2 separate regions of the Sus scrofa genome follow, and region 2 is linked to region 1. The links are chromatin contacts, called in public Hi-C maps. All regions are on one chromosome and are shown on one strand. Each heading gives the region's core, a stretch centred on a gene start, on an enhancer-like site or on the middle of the called end of the contact. The rest is flanking DNA. Distances are from core to core; before and after follow the strand shown.

The links. A called contact is a pair of places that touch in the nucleus more often than the background predicts.
Region 2: a Hi-C map of liver shows a contact between it and region 1, with 2.6 times the contacts expected there. The contact joins two enhancer-like sites. A contact is called at or near these places in 6 of 47 Hi-C or Micro-C datasets (epiblast stem cells, fetal heart ventricle, heart right ventricle and 1 more).

What each region holds. Positions count from the first base shown.
Region 1 is chr15:110,992,562-110,999,443 of Sscrofa11.1, reverse strand. It overlaps PLEKHM3 (pleckstrin homology domain-containing family M member 3), which reads left to right. Exons shown (of 8, transcript XM_021076249.1): 8 at 3,676-6,882. The coding sequence ends at 3,853. Among named protein-coding and RNA genes, the nearest start is that of FZD5, 75 kb to the right of the region's middle. Within about 2 kb of position 1,688, at least 26 of the 83 cell types and tissues checked have an H3K27ac peak or open chromatin away from gene starts, as enhancers often do. A contact at or near this core is called in liver, where this site is marked.
Region 2 is chr15:111,094,121-111,101,113 of Sscrofa11.1, reverse strand. PLEKHM3 (pleckstrin homology domain-containing family M member 3) reads left to right here. Exons shown (of 8, transcript XM_021076249.1): 5 at 6,136-6,329. Among named protein-coding and RNA genes, the nearest start is that of PLEKHM3, 88 kb to the left of the region's middle. Within about 2 kb of position 3,238, at least 17 of the 83 cell types and tissues checked have an H3K27ac peak or open chromatin away from gene starts, as enhancers often do. A contact at or near this core is called in liver, where this site is marked.

The DNA of each region.
Region 1 (6,882 bases), core at 439-2,938:
CTTTATATAAAAAGCTGTGTTTGTTCAATCATATTTTAAATATAATCAGGAAATTTAGAAAACACTGAGAAGCCAGGGAAACTTTTTAAAGCAGAAGGTCCTTTTTAATAAAGTCCTATTCTGAAAGAGGAGCATACCTACATACTGCATTTTTAATGTAACTACTTTCTTTCTCCTGCACATGAAACATTTTTATTGCAGAGCTCTGTAATTCTTATATGGTTTCTCTTCCTCCTTCCCTTTCCTGCCCTTGTGCTTTTCCTTTAAAGAGAAAATCTTGAGGGATAATTAACAATGTAGTCTCTGAATTTGGGAACGTCATTGATTGATCAGTCTATCCATTATACAGATCAAAAGATGCCTGCTGGGTTACAGATTGTTAGAAAAAAATAGGACTTGGATCCATTTTGAAATCATTAATTTTTTATCTGGGGCTTTTTTTTTCCCAGTTATTGACCTTTGGCTAGAAAGAGCAGGTGCACTCCACTCCCCTATCACCCCATGGGTGTTTGTTGCACCAGAAATATCTGATAAGACTCAACCTCTTCACTCACGGTGGGTGGGAGGGGGGTATCAGCAGAGATAAGGGAGTGGTACCCAAGGAACCCAGCAGTTCTCTCCTTATCAATCACTGCCCTAGGGCAACATCCCTAGTGTATAAGTCACTGACTAACTCAGCAGGGCAAAGGGGCAGGAAGGAGGAAATTTAGTTGATAAAAAGTTACCATTAGTGTCACTTCAGGAATAGGAGGTTACAGAGGTGTGACCCCCTGGGGACAAAGCCACTGCCACTGGGGAGGAGCCAGCCAGACAAGGGAGCACTAGGATACCTGGTCTGACCTTCATCCTGGGGAAGCAGGGAGGGCGGAGGGCAGGGAGGCGCTCGAGATGACCCCACCGCACCTGCCCAGCTAGCACAGCTCCAGTGTCAAGAAGGCAGGTACTAGAGTCACCATGAGAGGTGGTATCACCCTCACCTGCTCTCCAGGGCCCCTGCCATTTGGACAGGCCTTCCACATACATCCGACCACTTTAGTCTCAGGTCCACAGTGAGCAGGAAGGAGGTCATTGTGAGCAGCGTTTTTCCAAGAAGAAGCCGGAGCACCTCGAATATACATAAAGTGCCCGAGGTCCCTCAAGGAGGGTTTGAGATTGGAACACAACTCTTCTCATACTCTGACCTGAAAGCCTGCTTTTCCCTCTGGCACACATTGCTCTCAGATGACTAGGCCTCACTACGAGCCTTGGCTGAGCTGTCAAGAGTCCTGGGTTCCAGTCCCAACTCTGTCTTTAACTCACCGTGTCCTCGTGAGACAATCCCTAGCCCCCTTAGCATCTCAGTTTCTTTTCTCTGGGATGCGGGGTTGTTCAGGATGTCCTCATGTCACCGTGGTGACATAGGTGAAATCAGGCTGCAGGGAAGACTCGCAGCTGCTTACCGTGGAAGGAGCTGTCTAAGCTGTGTTATTAAGCACTTACCACATGCCAGAAACTGTGCTAAACGCTTTATCCATGATCTCACTGGAGCCTCGCGACACCAGATGAGGTACATAAACTCGACTTAGCAGATAAGAAAGTTGAAGTTCAGGGAAATGAAGTAACTCGCTCAAGGTCACTGTCTTAGTCAGCCCAGGCTGTCATACAGAAATACCAGGGACTGGGTGGCTTAAACAGCAGGTATTTATTTCTCATAGGCCTGGAGGCCGGAAGTCCCAGATCAAGGTCCAGCAGGGCTTGGTTTCTGGCGAGAGGTCTCTTCCTGGCTTGCAGACAGCCGCCCTCCTGCCTCAGTCCTTACACAGCCCTTCCTCAGCATACACGCAGGGGAAGAAAAAGAGCACACTCTCTGTCGTCTCTTCTTAAAAGGACACCAGTCCTATCAGATCGGGGCTCATGCTTGAGCTTTCATTTAACCTTAATGACTTCCTGAGGGAGTTCTCGTTGTGGCTCAGCAGAAACGAACCTGACTAGTATCCATGAGGACATGGGTTTGATCCCTTGCCTCACTTGATGGATTAAGGACCCGGTGATGCCGCCAGCTGTGGTGTAGGTCACAGACACAGCTTGGATCTGGCGTCACTGTGGCTGTGCTGTAGGCCTGCGGCTGCAGCTCTGATTTGACCTCTAGCCTGGGAATTTCCATGTGCCATAGTTGTGGTCTTAAAAGCAAAAAAAAAAAAAAAAAAATTAAATAACTTCCTGAGGAGCCCGTGTCCAGACACAGAGACATTGAAGATTGGGGCTAAACAGAGGAATTGGGGGTGGGGGGCACACAGTTCAGTCCACAGCAGTCACACAGGCAGAAAGTGACTTGAAGGTGGGATCTGGGATCTGAAGTCAGGCCGTCTCACTCTGCCTGCCGTCCCAACCACCGTGCTATATTTGGCCCAGAGAGCTGATCTAGGAGTACTGACTGCTGGGTGCAGTGAAGCTTCTGTCTTTCGCTTTCTCAGCTGGTAGACACAGCCCTCCCCCAACACCAGTGTTTTTCCCTCTAAGTCACTACCTTCTCTCCTGGGTATGTGGGTGGGGGATGGGGAAAGACCCTCCCATGACCACACTTTCTGGATCCTGAATGATGCCAGTGGCACGTCAGTAACGGGCCAGGGAATGGTGCCCCCCAAACCATCTTAAACCCAGGACTGAACCTCAAGATACTCAAGAAAAGCAAAAGAGGAACAAGGCTGAGCCCACAGGACTGGTCCCTGTCTAGTGATCTTTGAGCCTGGTCTAGTGCAGGACCTTCCATGGATGTTGCTGGTTGAACAGGATCACGTGGGCCAGATTCCCTGGGCTCCTGGGATGAGGTCACAGTCTGTTGTCACTCATGTGTGGAAGGATGAGTACTTCATCCACATTGGCAAGCCACCCACTGGAGCAGCTATGGTTGTGCTTGTCAGTTACTCATTATTAAAGACTACAGTTGCAACAAGCTGTTTAGACTCCTGTACAGGCTTCCGCCAAGCCAGACAACAAACTAGTCATCCACCTGGAATGTCTCCTCTCTATAAATTACAATATCTGTGTGTTGTTTTTTTTCTTTAAAAAAAAAAAAAGTTCTCTTCCCCACGCTCTTGGCGGGGGCGGGGGGCGGTGTCCTCATTTTTAAAAAACCTCAGAAGAACAGTAGACCACAGGCTCTCATTCAGAAAGTGAGTGTGTGTCCTTTTACTTTTCCAAATTGTGGAATAAAGGCAAGGAGTCATGGGCAACCTCTTGGCTCCTGTTAGCGGAAGTGGTGAGCCACCTTTTCGCAGCTGTAACTCAGGGCTGTCGCTGGTGTGGGGAGTGTTCTCACTTGGCAAGGCCCTTCACTCTTATTTTCTGTCTCTTCACCCACATCTCTTTCTCGGTGGAGAAAGGAAGCTTCTAGAGCTCTGTCCATTGTCACCATGTTCACAGAGTGGCTGGTTGACCATTGACTCCCCTCCACCCAGAGGCCATAAGCCTCTGCACAGCTAGTTCTCATCAGGAGAGGAAAAAAAAAAAAAAAAAAAGTTTTTCAAGTGAAATTCAACCTTGAGCATTTTGGAAAAGGGAAGAGCCCACTTCTGTGAGTCATGTCTCTTCCCAGGGGCAGGGCGTCCGGAACAAAAGGTTGTGGCCTCAGCTGCACCGAGGCCACTGGACGTCGGCATCCTGCCTCGCTCACCATGGCTGTGGTTGCTTTTGCAGGTGTGAGAGCTGCGGGGCCGTTTTCCACTCTGAATGCAAAGAAAAGTCTGTCCCCTGCCCGAGGTGTGTCCGCCGAGAGCTGCAGAAGAAGCAGAAGTCTTTCTGGCGGAGGCTGAACATGGACGAGAGCCTGGAGGAGGCTTGCAACATGTTCGAGCTGTCCTACCAGAACACCTGACTCGGCCGGAGCCCGAGGCCCAGGATTGACCTCTCAGCCATCCATCAGCCCCAGTGGCTTCCTAACTAGCCAGTTAGATCCCTCCCGAGGACGAGTACGCCCCGTCTTCAGCTAGCTATACAAGTATATTTATATAAGTACACATACCTACACGTCCTGTATGTATGTCCTGTATTCATCATTGTCCAAAAGGTCCATGGAGCTTTGTGGCTCAAAAAAATTAGTAATAGCTGAATTACACTTAGCCATGAATTTCAGCTGCTTGCTCCCGAGCAAAACGTGGTTTACACACGAGGCTTTAGAGTTTGTTTTGTTTTGCTTTGTTTTTTGGCTCTCAGGGGCCATTGATTACACAGGGCCCAGGAGAAAGCATTTCCTACAGAAAACAGTGCTTTGTGTTATTTTTGTGTTATTTATTTTTAGCCTTTACAGAGGATGAGGAACTGAGGCGAGCACCCATCATCATTTGTCATAAGAAAATCTTCAAAATACAGCAATGACTCCTGGATGCGTCCAGGCCCCAGTGTCCCTGGCTCTCACGTGCTCCGTGTCTTTGCAGAGGCCAGGGTCACCTCATCAGGAGGGTGCGCGCCCTCTGACAGAATACATGTGTTCCTAATTTATTAGGGGAGCTAGTTCTGGCTTTAAAGGGGTTTTTCTTGAGAAGAGACCTCAGTGACCAATAACTGCATGTTGTCTGTCTGTCTGCTGGTACGAATCCCAACACCCACCCAGTGCTGTGACGCTCCCCCAGATTGGCCAGGTGGGAAAGAAACGCGGCTCTCTTAAGAGCCATCTTCCAGGAGTTTCGTGGGTGACAGTTACAGATTTTGTAACGGTGCTGGCCTGAGGAAATTGCCCAGGGTTGCTGGTAAATACATCAGCCTGTAGACCAGGGGAGGAAGGGGATGTCCCGAGTGCGTCCATTCCAAGAGACAGTCTGCAGTTTCTTTTCACGGCATCCTGTGTGGGCGATTCCCACCTATTCGTTATAAATGCTTTGTCATTGTTCTTCATTGCCCTTTCATCCTGACCTTTAATTTGTCAACGTAACCACGTCTGCCCTCATCTTTTTCATTGTTTTGGAAAATCAGAGGAACGCCAAACTTCAAAATAGCAACTTTAGACTCTTAAAATACCAAACTTACAAATGTAGTTAATAAATTAAATCTAATACTATTTAGATAAATATATGAACACATATGTAATGCCACCTTAAAGTGAAACAAAAAATGGTGAAAAAAAAAGAAAGAAATTTTGTAGGAATAAGAAATAGAATGAATTGCTTAGGCACTGGGCAGGGCAGTGCTTGTCCTCGGCAGCACCCGTTTATGAGCCAGCATAACTGTCACTGTGCTCAAAGTGGCAGGTAGGCTGGCACTGGAGATTGTGGCTCCCATTCCTTCCACCTTAACTCTTTGAGAACAGAAAAATAAGCTTATACTGAAACAATTCTCCCTCGTCTGTATGAGAAGATTCTGTATGCTGCCGCTGAGCAGATGCCTTCAATGCCTCCGTGGTTTCACTGCTGCTAAGACCTGGAGACTCGCTGGCTCACAAAATCCATGGCACATTTAACCCCTTTGCCCCTTTCCCCCCGACACCTGGCTCCCTCTAGACCCCAACTTGTGATGCTTCTGTCTGCTTAGAGACGGGACATCTCAGACTCACTTCTGTGCAGACTGTGAGATGTAAGCGTTTCACCTCCCAGCCGGTGCCGGTTCCTCTGGCCCCAGACCACACAGTTCAGCTTAAGAGCGCAGCACCACGCACACATGTGTTTTCCGATTGTACAGTAGCTGTCACCAGGACACAAAAACTTGTGAAAAGGCCGGGGCCCCCTTCATGAGGTACCTTTTCCTCTTAGAAAAACAGGTTGACTTCTCCCCCAACACACACACACACACACACACGCACGCACGCACACTTACTTTATAGAGACGGCATACAAAAGAAAAAGGATGGAAGATCTCAAATGAACACGTGGCAAACAGGCAAACACATTTGATCATCTCCCCTTTCCTCCTTCGCCCTCCCCCCGCAAAATACAGTATTTATATTTTCCAGCCTCAGAGAAGATAGCAGAACATGATCTTTCACGAGAGAATTATAGACCTGCTTATTATAAACCAGATGTGCGCCCATGGCAAAGTGCCTTTTCCCTCCACCCCCAGCTCCCTGTCACGGTAGCTCACCCCTGCCTGCTCGAGCACTGCTGCATCTGTGAGTCGGACCTCAGCGAGGCTGTCCCCAGAACACGGCACCCGGAGACCCAAAGCGCAGGGCCGCCGCCTCCCCTTTGAGCATGTTCGCCCCATGGACAGAATTTCCTGTCGCATCTCACAGGCACCCAGGGTCAGATCTGCCGAGAATCAGGGTGACATTCTGGGTCTGTTCTCAAGGCCTTTGCTTTCACCAGGCCCGTTTAGAGGCCCTGCCAAATCCTGGCAGCCCCTGTGAACGTGTAAGAACTTTCCACCCACGTCATTTTCGGCTTATTTTCAAAAGGGGAAAAAAATAAGTGTGCTCTCACCATCAGCTCCCTAGAACTGGAACCATAGCCCGGCCGCTTCTGTTTTCTCCACTCTTTGTAAAACCCCGGCAGCCTGGTCGGTGCCAGCCACAGGCCTACCTGACATGGAGCCACGGCCACCAAAATCCAACAGGACAGAGCAGAGCCGGCTCAGGAGTTGGGTCTGCCGTGAAAATTCAAAATTGCTATTTTCAGCCCAGAATGCCTTAGCCCACATGAACGCCCTTACTGTTTTCAGCCCCAGTGAATGACTTCGTGCACAGTAGGTAATTGTTCCACTGTTTAGAAACTGTCGAAACAAAAGCAAAGCTGTAGATTCCCACCTCCTTAAGATCAAGCTAATACCTGCTTGCCTTCGTGGTCCGTTTTTCATCCCATGTTAAGTATCTTGCACATAAAGCACATAAGAAAATGGCCACATCATCTCCTAGAGCTGGCAGCCGACTCGGGAAACTCATTTCTCTTGAAAGGCCCACTCCTTGGTGTAGCACTTGAG
Region 2 (6,993 bases), core at 1,989-4,488, 100 kb before region 1:
GTGTGTGTGTGTTTTTAATTCACGGAAGAATATGGAATGATTACCTAAAAAAAAAAAAAAAAGCCCAAGGAGAGTTTTATGATCTAAATGGAATGTTTTCTAAGAGCAACATTTATGCTCTATTGCCTGTTGCCATTTTTTGTATAAAAACAAAACAAACAAAAAACACATATATGGCCAATAAATAAATAAAATCATCTCGTGATCAAGAAAAAATTTTTAAAAAGAGAAAATATTAGGAATTAACCTCTTTTAATGCCTCAGAATTAGAAATATGATTGTTCTATCCTGTGATCAATAACTTCACCGTGGTGTAATGTGGTATGGGAGGCTATTTTTTTCTGTAAGGAAATTGCCTTGAACTGCTATACTTTTCTTCTTCTTTTTTAAACATAATATACTTTCACACAAGTTGAGATTTAAAAGTACAAAGGGCATATACACATTGATCATCCCCCACACCCTGTTTTTCCCACAGGCAACCAGATTACTCCTTCCAGAGATTTTACATGCATATATTTTTTTTCTTTATTTTATTTTGTTTTTACACAAAAAATGGCAATAGGCAATACAGCATATATGCTGCTCTTAGAAAACATTCTGTTTAGATCATACAATTCTTCCTTGGGCTTTTTTTTTTTTCATTTTTTTTATTACTCAAATGAATTTATCACATCTGTAGTTGTATAATGATCATAACAATCTGATTTCACAGGATTTCCATCCCAATCCTTGGGCTTTTTTAAACAGCTATTCTATATTCTGCCATGAATTTAACACACACACACACGCATACACGCAGCAATGTATCCAACTTGTCCTTTTGACTGGACTTTGTTTTTCCAATCTTTCTGTTATAGACAATGATTCAGTGAGTAACTTTATATTTCATATATAAAGTTTTGAATGTATATGAGTGAGACTCCCATCCATGACTGAGACTACTTGTCGGTGACTTCCTACGCCTGTGTACACCTGTGAGCTGGACAGGTGTTGCCGAGCTTGTATGCTCTACTTTACCCCTATCTTCTTGCACATGCCTTCCTTCCCTTTGCATCAGATGTCAGCTTTCACCTCCCTTGTCACTGTGCTGCCTCTAGCTGTGCTTCCCCTTTTCTACTTTATTAGCTCCAAATATGTCATGAATTTAGAAACAACCGAATTGTTAGAAGTGTGTGGTTCAGAGTCACAGCCTGAGCACTGTGAAGTTCTCATTCATCTGTTCAGCAGGTGTTTATTGAACACTTACTGTGTTCTAGGTGTTGGTGCATTGCCTTTGCCGAGTGAATTTCTCATGAAAGAGAAAGACAGAAAACACATTACAAATAAGGGACTTCTAGATAAATGAAGTGTTACTGGACTTTAGTTTTTGTTTTAGAGTTGAAATCAAATGGGAACCCACACACCAGTGTACCGCCTCCTTAAGTTATGGGTTCGTCCCACTCGCTTTCTGTCTGACTGGGGAGGAGGAAAGGACAGAACAGGGATGGGGATCACCTCTTTTAAAGAGTGATGAACAGAGAGTTTACGGTGGAGTTATTAAAATACAAACTGTGAGTGTGAACTCTACTAAAAAGCACAGAGCAGCGTATCCCGACACCCAGGTTTGGGCTCGAGTTCTGCCGCAAGATGACCACAGACAAGTCACTTGAGTTCTTTGTTCTCAGTTTTCTCTATTACGTGGAGGTCATGATGGAGACAGATGCCCCTTCCTCTGGTTGGTGATTGCGACCTTGGCCGAATTTCTTCTCCCACCACCCCTTCCACACGGGCTGCCTGTCTGTAGCCAGATAGGCTGGAAGTGACTGGCTTAAGCAGGTTTTCGTTAGTGCTCCAGGCCCAGAGCTTATGCTAACGTGCTGCACTTGGAACCACCGAGAGAAGAATGTGGCATGTGGCATATTTCTTGTCGACCTCAGAGTATCTTTTCTGTGTGACTGGTGTTCCTTGGAACACAGGTTGAGGAAAACTGAACTAGATTATCTGTACCAGTTCTTGTTATTCTAAGATTATGGTCTCCTCTGTGTTATTCTGATGCTTTTTCTTCCTTTAACAAAAACGAAAGTCCTCACGCCACATTCTCCTCCTTTTCAAATTGCTATCTATTGTCCCACATTCCCTTTGCCCCATTGTTTTATTACCCTGGGCTATTTTTGCGAGGGAACGTACCAGGACACTGTTCCAGAACCTCTTGGAATTACGCAAACCTCAACAACATTTGAGAATTTTGCTTTTAAGAGGTAGCTGTCACTAGCATGACAAAAGACATATTATGTTCAAATCTGTATTAGTGGTGCTTAATGTTCAAATCAATTGACAAATATATTTTCAGATACATCTATGTATCTAGCAGACTGATCACTACTAGTTTGTAGATAATTACAACCTGAGTAGGCTCTTTTCTCCAACTCCTCCTGAGAGAGAGATGGGGTAGGGAAACCTGGTTCTTCCTGGACCACCTGCTTCTCAACGCTCATGAATCACGCACCAGAGCCACTTCACAAACTGTGACAAAACCACGGTCACACACAGAATTGAGTTCTTATAGCTTACACCATTCTAAGTTAAAAGAGCTATGGAAAGAAACCGGTTTATGTAATAATACTAATGTTATTAATAAATATTAAATATTATTCAGTACAATACTAACAGGCCAGTAGGTTTGAAAAGTGAACTGTCAACCCTGTACAAATCGTGTCTAATGTGAATGGAGTGGGATCACGGAAAAGAATGCCAACCTAAACCATTCACTTTTTGAAAGGGAAGAATATTGGGCTTATCCATTGGCATCTATGAGCTGAGTTTTCATCTCAGAAACAGCACTGAGGCTTTGATGTTTTTCATACTTTGGTAGGCAAGAAGTACGATGGTAGCTCTTAGCTCTTCGGTAGAAGGTATTTGGTATTCAAATATAACTCATAAAATATTTTGGTTAATAAGAAAATTTCTCTCACATCAACTTTATCATTTAAGAATATCATTGGTTCCCTTCCCTGAGTAACTATATATTTTTTTAAAAAGCTTTTTTAATTACAGTTGAGTTTGAAAGTAGAATGCTCAGGCTAGTCTGGAGGGTCATTTCAAACTTATCCCTACTGATTGCCTATTTTGCAAAAATAGCCTTTAATATTTGCTGCACTTTGAGTTCTCTCAAAAATTCCCTCATCCATGTAGTGGATGGTTCTCAACCAGCGAGCATGTGCTCAGCCTCACTGCCCAAAATGGCTCAACAGGGCAGAGATTTATTTGTTCACATACTCAGGCAGCTGAGGTCACAATGGGCTGTGTATTCTTAACACTAGTTAATAACTTTGCCAAGCAGAGCCTTAGGCATTATTGAAACTAGCTGTTTTTGTTTTCAGTAATTTCAGCTTATGAATGCTGATGTGGGTAGCTGCCGGCCCATTTGCCTCGCTGCTTTTACCATCTCTGTAAAAGACTTTTTTTTTTTTTTTTTTTTTTCCCCATTCGGGCTTAAGCACCACCTGAAGAGAGAAGCCTTTTAAGGCCTGGGAGACTGGCCAGTGCCCTTTGTCCTGTTCACCTACTAAAAGGTAGCATTGTTAACCTAATTCAGCCGGGCCCTGGCTCAGTATAAACACTCCTCAATAGAGGCAGAAAGACTAATTGAATTGTACAATACATCATTCTTCAGCAACAGTTTCAAGTGGATTGTACTTCATTTTCCAGAACACCGTCCATTTTTTCCTCATTTAAGATATTTAAACATAGCAAATATTTAACCATGATAAACAAGATGTTTGAACCCAATTCTGTATTTCCTGGCTGAACTGTGAGCTACATGAGGACAGGGCCCTGCCTGTTGTGGTCTCCACTGAATGCCAGATGCCTGCTATAGTGTCTGCCATGTATGCACCTGCATCTGTAGACCTCAAAATGAGACATTATTTAGCCCTGTCAGCTGTTATTTCATCTGGTTAAATAGTCGAAGGTTTTGGCTAATTCTCTGTGCCTCTTTGTGAGCTGGATTTGCAGACTGTAAACTTCATTAACTCCTAACTCTTTAACTCTGCAGGATCCCAGAGCATCACACAACAGAACAGGTACCTCAGAAAAACTGCTTATAAATATAAGGGGGAAAAGTGACAGTTTTTTTTTTGGGCGGGGGTAGGGGGACACAGGCTACACCCATGGCATTCGGAAGTTCCCAGGCCAGGGATCAAACCCACACGCCCAAGAGTTCCCATTCTGGCTTAGAGGGTTAAGAACCCAACATAGTGTCTCCGAAGATGTGGGTTCGATCTCTGGCCTCCCTCAGTGGGTTAAAGATCTGGGATTGAAGCAAGCTGCAGCATAGGTCTCAGATACAGCTTGGATCCAGCATTGCTGTGGCGTAGGCCTGCAGCTCCGATTCAACCCCTAGCCCAGATGCCACAGGTGTGTCCATAAAAAGAAAAGAGGAAAAGAAAAAAACAAAACAAAATGAAAAAAAGCCCCGCACCGCAGCAACCCTAGCCACAGCAGTGTCAATGCCAGGTTCTTTGCCCACTGAGCCACGAGGGAACTCAAAAAAATGACTTTTATTAGAAGAAAACATTGATCCTTTTTTTTTTTTTGCATTTCTTTTATAAGCACTTTATACATATGAAAATATTGAATTTCATAAATGTGTTTTTAATCAACATACAATAGCCATACATTTAGTTATCACATGTACATACCAATAGGTTTTTGTGTTGTGTCTGCTTGTTGTACTCTCTTCTGTCCTGTCCTTGTCCACCAAGTGAATTTCTGTTTATCTTTCTAGATCTTGAGCCAGTGCCACCTGCTTTCCCAGGCCTGCCCTGGCTCCTAGCTCCCTTTTCTCCCCATTATGGTCGATGACTTCTTCCTTTAAGCTACAAGTGGACCTAACCCATATTCCTTTTGTGGTAAATGACAGGCTATGTGCTACATGTATTTTTAAAATTAATTGTCTATTATTCTCAAGTGAGTTCCATGAGGATAGGGAGTGTGTACTATTTATCTTAATACTCTTCTCAGAGTATGGAACATTGGATTTTTGTTTTTTTGGGTTTTTTTAAAATTTTTTTTTATAAGCAAAGTTGTTTGTTTTTGTTTCTGTTGGATTCCAGTCTTAGTCCCAGTTCTGGAGAGGTTTTGGTGGAAACTTAGTGGAGAAGTTTTGCCTTTCATAAATAGAAACTGAGCCAACTCTGCATATCACTTAGCCAGTCTATGTCCTCGGTATTGGTGAATTGTTTTATAAAGATCCCCAGATTATCTACAGATTGTGCATTATTTAAGCTGCATTGGGTTTCAACTATTTTTACTGATGACAATAACATTTTTAAATCAGCTTTCATATTCTTGATGTTTACTACCAGAAGGGGCTGTGAAGTTGGATGGATATATTGGCCAGAGTCGGCCCAAGCTCAGAGCTGTTCTAAAAGGAGCAACTCTTTTCTGTCCACTAAATTGTGTTTTAGCGTGTTTCTGTGCACATTGTTCTGCATATGATAGCCTTTTCTTTTGGGCGGGGAGAATAGATCCTTTTTATTCTTTTTGAATTTTGTAATATGTGCATGGTTTATCTATTTTTTTAAAGTGGCTACTCTTAGTAAGTGTTATGGAGTATATATACATATATATGCAATATATATAGTTTTTTCAATCAGCATTACTATTAAGAGTCTTAATGAATTCCTTTTGCTTTTTATTTTGAAATAATTATGGATTCATGGGAAGTTGCATAGATAATATAATACAGACCAGGGAGGTCCTGTGCATTTCTCACTCACTTTCTCCACTGTTTATATCTTAAATAATTATAGTACAATACTTAAAAAACCCCACACAAGCAGGAAATTTATATTGGTATGCTGGGCCCATGTAGTTCTGTGTCATTTTATCACAAGTGTAGATTTGTGTAATCACATAATCAACATACAGAATTAATAAATTCCTTTCAATGCCCAGGTTACTTTTACCAGTTGGGTTTCTGGAAGAGAGGAAGAAAAGGCACATTTTCTAATTTAGCTAAACTATGGGCTTTTTCATTGGGCTCTGTCCAGAACCTAGTATTACTCTGCTATTTAAGCTATGGTTCCTGGTTGGAGGAGGTGTAGAGAGTGGGTGACTGGACAGCACTAACTGAGAAAGTTTCTTTTGTAGGTGTCTAAGCAGGCCAAAGAGTTTCTGGAATACGTGTTCGAGGAGCCCCTGATCGACATCCAGCAGGAGAACCCCATGCTGTATGGACATGCTGAGCCGCTGGCCACTGTGGTGCGGCTGCGGCAACGGCTGAAATCGCTGCGAGCCTATTTGTTCAGCTGCCGGGCGGCGGTGGCCGAGGATCTGCGCCGCAGGTAAGAGTCATAAATGTCAGCAGGCTCCAGTTTGTTTTTCTTTCCCGCCCCAGGCGGGTAGTTAGATGATCTCCAAGGGCCTCTACAGCGCCAAGCGTCTCGAATTCTGTGGCTCTCCCTCTGGGCTCAACTTTGACTTTTTCCTCCAAGGTCCTCTATCCAGCTGAGCCAAGCACAGTGAAAATAATATCTCAGCGTCACTGAAGGCTTTTAACTCATGGATCGAGTTCCCATGGCAGTGAAGACTTCTCAATACCTATAGGTTAACTTGAGATAATAGTCATGGGAGTGTCTTCATCAATCACTTATGTAGAGCTTTACATTTTCCTCGATTTCAGTTGCTATTATCATCAGGAAAAAATGAACATGGTTGAGATTTTTTTTAATTAAAAACTTTTTTTTCAATGGAAAATAAGTAGGTGGCCATTCAAATCTTGTTTTCCAGACAGAAAAAAACTTGGAAAGTGATGCACATGGTAGAACTGGGATTAAAATGCATTAAAAAAAAAAAAAAAAAAAAACCATGAAAAGGGCCAGGATTCTGCCTTTTTATATTACCATTGGCACAGGCTGCTTTTCCATAGCTTGGTTATCTCAGAGTTTATGGAACACAGAAGTCCATACCAGGCCCAGATCCTCAACATAAAGCTGAAGTGAAAATGTG